Regions from separate parts of the Zea mays genome. Here region 2 is linked to region 1. A link is a contact called in public Hi-C data. All regions are on one chromosome and are shown on one strand. The core of a region is the stretch at or near the end of the contact, and the rest is flanking DNA. Distances in the headings are between cores, read along the strand shown.

Evidence for each region. Hi-C and Micro-C count contacts between places; a contact is called where the count stands out from the background.
Region 2: a Hi-C map of bundle sheath shows a contact between it and region 1, with 2.5 times the contacts expected there. The contact joins the enhancer-like site here to the promoter of LOC732746 in region 1. A contact is called at or near these places in 3 of 25 Hi-C or Micro-C datasets (bundle sheath, ear and tassel).

What each region holds. Positions count from the first base shown.
Region 1 is chr1:191,354,012-191,357,626 of Zm-B73-REFERENCE-NAM-5.0, forward strand. It overlaps LOC732746 (beta-1,2-xylosyltransferase), which reads left to right and starts at 2,176. Exons shown (of 3, transcript NM_001112375.2): 1 at 2,176-3,167. The coding sequence starts at 2,493.
Region 2 is chr1:191,495,457-191,498,878 of Zm-B73-REFERENCE-NAM-5.0, forward strand. No RefSeq gene overlaps it. Among protein-coding and RNA genes, the nearest start is that of LOC100279847, 12 kb to the right of the region's middle. Within about 2 kb of position 2,170, at least 12 of the 20 cell types and tissues checked have an H3K27ac peak or open chromatin away from gene starts, as enhancers often do. A contact at or near this core is called in bundle sheath and ear, where this site is marked.

The DNA of each region.
Region 1 (3,615 bases), core at 926-3,425:
AGAATAAGAAAATCGAGAACTAAGGGGAGAATGTTGGGATTGTTCTCTAGCTCGATCAAGATCACATAGTATGAGTCTATCCTATCCGCACCCTAATTGGTGGCATGACTCTATCATTGGTCAAAGCCCTCGATCATAAGCACTATATTATTCGCGACTAGGGATACACACGAGAGCCAAAGCTTCATGCTCCTAAAATCCTAGCTGCCTCAAACCACATGACCCAATCTTTCTTTTAGCGCCTGATTGACCAGAAATGCCCAACGATCGATGGTGACAGTGAACCCTAACGATTTCTCCTCGTCAGCCACTAAGACACCAAGCGCCTAACCCTACAAGGAGGAGAAAGACCAGAGGGGACTTTGGACACTGGCCCGCAAACTCTGGACATCTCTACAACCCTGAGCTTGTAATTCACCTCGACCTCAAAGGTACGATTGCTCTTTCTCTTCACCTTGTTACCGTCTCAATTACTCTAGTTATACACTTATTCGATCATAAGTAAAGTTTTGGAGGCTGGCTAGAGGGATTAGGTGTGTTACCGAGTAAAGTAAAGGATTATATATTAAGTTCTCCCGTCATACATAAATTCTACCATATGTGTTTGTTCAGGCTTCAGCCATGCAAACAAATGAAAATTATTTGTTTTTCCTATTCTAAAGCAAGAAGCAGAAAAACTCTATGCAACTTGATAAAAAACACATTGTGGACCAGTGTTAGCACTAACACACGAACTAGAGTCACTATAGGAAATAGATAAATCTATGCCGGCTAAACTTGTTTATGTCGATTCATAATAAAAACCAACATAAATAAGTTATTTTATGTCGGCTATAACTTAACCGACATAAATAATTAATTATTTATATATAAAGTTCATGCGTAAATAAAATTATTTACGTAGGTGGAAAGAAATCGATGTAGATTAGGCTTTGAGTTACATTTGTTGTTATAACTGACGTATATTAGTCATAAACCCTTTTCTAACTATTCCCTCACTTCTACGCCACTTCTGCTTTTCTTGTCATTTTGTCGTAGCAGGTGTTGCATGCTCGCCCCCTCCACCCATAGCCATCTCCTTGCCGCGCCCACCACCGTCTTCTCGTCGCCGCCCCCTGCTCGCCACCACCGTTCGGTCGCTCTCGTCTCAGTCGCCTCTGCCTGCTCACCCCCACACGTGTTCGCATCCACCGGATTCTATTGGCCACGCTGGTTGCAGATTGTAGCACACACAAGTGAAAGGTAGGTAACACATCGGACACAAGGTGAAACACCACTGACTTTCTCCTTCCCTCCTCTCTATTACTCTTCCTAATTCTGATGGTGATGGTTAAAAGAACCGACATAAATAAGATAATGTTATTTATGTCGGTTAGGCAACAACCGACGTAAATAAGACACCGTCATTACGTCAGCCATACAACAACCAACGTAAATAAGTAATTTACGCTTGCCGATTGTAGCCGACGTAAATAAGTCTATTTACAACGCTTTATTAGTTATGGCCTGTAACCAATGTAAATAAAAATAAAAATCAATATAAATAACTATTTATGATGGTTTACCTTATTTATGATGGTTTTTAGCCATAGATTAGTTAGATTCGGGTAGTGTGTGACTCACCGGCATCTCGTCGCCTAGGATACTAGTTATTAACGACCAATGTGGGGCTCAGACAGGGGCAGAGAGGCCATTATGGCTAAGAATAATCTAAATCACACCTAACTAAGAAAGCATTTACTTGAGAAAGATGATAATGGTTACAAATCTTATAATTTATAACTCACATTTCAAATATTAAAAAGGCATTTCAGAAGAAGGATAGATAAATACAATTACCTAGATCTCCAAGACTTATATAGCAAAATTATTTGTATTATATATTATCGTACATGTTTCTTAGAAATTTATTCATGTTTTAGACAATATTCCCTTCTATATATATATATGTTGTATATTTTTATTCTATAATTTAAATGGTTGTGTGTTAAATATTATAAGGTATAGAGTTATATCTAAATTTTTCTAGGTCATCCGCCACTGTACTCAAACAACAGAGAATTTTAGAGATGGTCGGCCGGCACCGGCACTGATTGAGTCGCACCTTGGCCATGTCAGGCACGCCGCGCTGCAATTGCTGCCTGCATAGCTCATCTCGCCAATTGCGAGCACCATGTCCCGCCTCGGTCGTCCAGCGGATGCCAGTCATCCCACCCCAACTACAACGTGACGATTCCACCGGCGGCCTCCGGCCGCCTCGGCGAGATCGCCGACGTCTCCCTCGTTGCAGGGGAGAAGACGAGGAGTGAGGGTCAGGGACAGAGCATGTGGACCGTCCATAGTACAACGACTTGACACGACAACCGTCCGATCCGACCAACCAAACACACCGGCTACTTTCCCCGCCGCGATCTGGGCATGCCCAGTGTCCCTCGCGGCGACACCCCTCGATCTGCGCGAGAGTGCGAGACCACAGCGGCTCGCCGGCGGCGATGATGGCTGGCAGAGCTCATGGCCACAGAAACCGCCTCCGCCGCCTCATCCCGCGGCTCCTCCTCCTCCTCGTCGCCGTCTACGCCGCCTCCTTCGCGATCTACCTCCTCCTCCAGTCCCATTCCCACCACCAGTCGCCGCCGGACCCCACCCCCAGGACTGAAGCCCGTGACGGTGTCCTGGCGCCGTCGTCCTCGCAGAAGCCGTGGCCGCGCCTCCCCTCCTTCCTGCCCTGGGTGTCCAGCGCCGTGCCGCCGCCGCCGCTGCACACCTGCGAGGCCTACTTCGGCAACGGCTTCTCCCGCCGCGTGGACGTCCTGCCCGCGGGCCGCGGCAGCGGCGGCGGCGGCTGGTTCCGGTGCCACCACAGCGAGACGCTGGGAAGCTCGATCTGCGAGGGCGCCAGGGTTCGGCTTGACCCGGCGCTCATCGCGATGTCGCGCGGCGGGGAGCCGCTGGAGCAGGTGATGGGCCGCGCCGAGGAGGAGGAGCTACCCAAGTACGAGCCCGGCGCGCTGCAGGTGGAGGGGCCGGCGGCGGGTATGCCGGTGCCCCTGGTGGACGCAGGGTTCCTCAACGACTACGTACCCACCGGCGGGATCGGGATGCACACTATGAGGGCGCTGCTCGAGTCGACGCGCGTTGTGCCACCCGGTGAGCTGCACTGCTCCCAGGTACTGTTTGCCTTGCTATCTACTAGCAGAGTAGCAGTTGACTTGCTCATTGATGACAAGTGGTTTGTTAATTAATTTCTGAAATCCAGTAATTAGGAAGAGTAGAGTCAGCTCAGTGTTCGAATAGGAGTATTTAATGAAAGTCTGTTTGATCCAGCCCTCATGCTGGATATACTGAGCCATCGTATGGATATTTGTTTGTGTTTTAAGAAGACTACGAGAAGAAATAGGATCTAAGAATGATGTCTGCGTCCAATTTATATCCAAAATAGAACATCGTGGGAGTATAGTACTAGTAGTATATAGACTCTGTTTTTGGTTATTTGGTTTCGTATGAATTTGTTCAATTAATGCTGCAGTTATCTGGTGATTCTATCATATAATTATTTCAGTTACTTTGAATGTGAGTTGATTGCAATGTTCCAGTTTTGTCAGAATAGCTAGATAT
Region 2 (3,422 bases), core at 920-3,419, 140 kb after region 1:
TATGTTGATTTTTGGACGGTTTTTATCAAAACGATTTTTATAGAAGCGGGCCGAAAAACTGAGGCTTTTGACAGTCCACAACAGCTTTTGGTGGCCGGAAGGTAAAAAAAAGCCCAAACAAACAGCCGAATCCGCACGCAATTGGTCCCACCAAAACACCTTGGAAGGAACTACTACTTTGCCCTCAACGCATAACCAGACTACCAGAGGAGTCTTGATGTATTGGATTGCGGGTCAACATAGTGTCGCATCACTACAGTAAACGAACTAACTTCCGTCGCGGGCGTGGGCGGGGCTGCGATCGGCAGCGACGGGGCAGCACGGCGGTGACGGGGACGACTGCGCGGCGAGCGGGGCGGCAGCGCGGCGGGCAGCGCGGCCGCGGGCTGCAAGGCGGGCGGGGCGGGCAGCGCGGGCAGCACGGCGGGGCGCAACACGGTGGCCGGCAGGGCCGTGGCGGCGGCGGGCAGCTCGGGGACGACGGTGGCGCGCGCTGGAAAGATGGAAAATGAAATAGTGTTCCCTGGCCGCGCGGTTAAATCGCTTTATCTCTGACGGCTGTAATACGGGCCGTCGGAGATAACCTTATGTCCGACGGCCCTCTGACAGCCGTCGGAGATAGGGTGTTATGTCCGACGGCCAGCCCAGGCGCTCGGACATAAGGCTACCTCCGACGGTCTCCTGCGCGGCCGTCAGAGATAACAAGGCCGTCGGAGATGTTTGTTTTTACTGTAGTGCATGTAGGAAACGGTGTCGTCTATTTTTCTTCTCTCTCCGCCATAATTTTATTGATATGTCAGCATTTTTCTTACCTGGCAAAGTATTTAATTCTATAGAAACTGAATGACATAGAGGGTTGGGAACAACTGTCAGTACAAATTCTGTTTCAGATAACATAAATCGAGTCTTTAAAATAGCAAAAACTATATATACGATTAGTGGGAATCAAACCTCTAAAAACCATCTTAGCGTGTACCTCCTCTGGCACTTCACTCACCACTTACTTGTGTCTATATTGTATTTTTGTTGCTCACTTAGTATAACAAAACAAGTGTAAATTAATTATTTGGGGGCACTAAATGAATTCAAACAAAAAAGTTATGAACTACAAAGTTGAATAACATTTTAATATCTACGGCTTTTATTTTGGTACTTTCTCCGTCCGATGTCGTTTGTAAAATTTGCATTTTAAATTCCACAAATTCAAATACAGTTTTGGGAGCCCCAATAATTTCAAATGGAAAAGTTGTCATCTACAATGTTTCGTAACTTTTAGATATCTACATCTCCAATTTTAGTGGTTTTTTCATACGAGGTTATTTCAAAAACTAGAAAAAATCAATTTCAAATGGTTTTATACTGGCTGTTTTCTTAAGGACCGGTCAGTACACATATATGATTTCGATGGTCCACGGAAGATCGTATATATAGTCAGCCAGTTTACTTCACTTGTATCCTCTACACCTGCATAGCTGTCCACTGTTAGGAATTTCAATGTTGGGTAAATATATGTGTCGGATAATATCGTTTCATACTCATACCTATCAAACAAAATTCTATCCGTGGACAACTAGCTAGTCCGTCAGATCAATCCATAAGCCAGCTGAACATTGAGATAGAGGAAAGGGAAGAGAAAAGAGAGGAGGTCGAAGCTGGTTTTAAACAAGCAACGCAGAGAGAAGGGAAAAAATCAACTAAGGGCTAGTTTGGGAACCACATTTTCCCAAGGGATTTTCACTTTCCCAAGGGAAATTAGTTCATTTTCCCTTGAGAAAATAGAAATCCCATGGGAAAATGGTGTTCCCAAACTAGCCCTAAATGTGAATCTGCTGCAGCCATTAATTCTCCCTATCCTTTGTCGACTATACCCTTCTATCAAGTTGTAACATAATTCTCGATATATCTGTATCCAAACATCTTAATATACAAAAAATTACAGTAGGGGTCCTCCTACTGAATTCTCAAAAAAGGGGGGGGGGGGGGGGAATTGTTTGCAGACCCCGCGCGCAACAAGGATGGGCGAAGATTGGTGTAGACGACGGCTGATCATGCATGCCTAGAACAGCCAGGGTGAAGCTGGAGCCTGGAGCGGGTGGTGCAGTGTCGCCACCTGATGATCGAGCAGGTGGCCGAGTGTGTGAATGGACTCTGGGTACGGTACGGTGGCGCCGACAGCCCAGCCCAACGGCGTGACTTGGACTCCACGCCTCTCGACCCTGCGCGCTGTCCTTTTCTCCAAGAACGGTGCCTTCCGTCCATCGATCAGTCTTTCCGTCCATGGGATGTCGGTCACCCTCTGACGCTAATAAGCTACTCCCTCCGTCCATCGATCAGTCTTTCCTATTAGTTGTCGTTTAGGACAACGGCACGGTCTCCAAAATATAACTTTGACCAATGTTTTTTGTTAAAATACAAATGAACTCTTAATACATTTATACTTTTATAAAAGTACTTTTTATGATAAATTGGTGCATATAAATATTAGCCTCTACTACGCTCTAGCTACCCACCTGCATAGTACTGGTATTTCATGCACTCAGGTCAGTCTAAGCCATGCATGACGATCGATGATATCCTTTAATTTGGGCCGGCATATATACACGCATGGATCGAAGCTAGCTGCCCTCTTGCATGCGTGCGTGTGGTATAGATTATCGGCGATCGATGTTAATTACTCTTCGTCTGGGAGCTGCTGGGAGGGAGCCTGGGACTGGCCGGGAAGGGAGGAGACCAGGAGGAGCAGATCGAGAGGCGATGAGGAGGAATAAACAAAAGACGCGCTGTTCCGTCGCGTCGCAGGAACAGCTAGCTTGTCTCGCCGGCCGGCCCAATCAGCTGGTCCACATGCACGAGGCGCTTTTCAGTAGACACCTACCCAGATCTAGCTAGCTAGCTAAACGGCCGGCGGCCATGCAGCTCGATCGCATTGCATATATGCGAACGCTAAAAACCCTAGTAGATAATTAAACGGATCGAGTAGGTTGCTGTGTGCTTGCGGTCGTCTCGTGGTCCTGCTCCGATCAATGGCGCGCGGATGGTCGACACATGATGGGCATGGGTCGAAATGCATGCATGGGCGGAGCACAGTAGACGCCGACTCCGATCGACGACGGAACACGCCGCCCGTACACGTCGGTTCACCGGCCGACATGCATCGGCATAATAGTAGGCTAGGCTAGCCCATGCATATGGGCTCGATCGGTCGGTATCATGCACGCACGCACGCGGTATGGGGGGGAGGCAGATGAGGTGGAGTAAATGCCCGTACGTCTCGGCAAAGAGGGTGGTAGCAGTAGTGCACAGCGCGCGTACGTGCTGTGTGGGTGTAGTGGAACAGTGGCAGTCCAGTAGCTGCCGCAGGCCGCAGCTAGCTATCAGGAAAGAAGAAGGGAGGAGGAGAAGTCGAGGGAGCACAGGGAGGG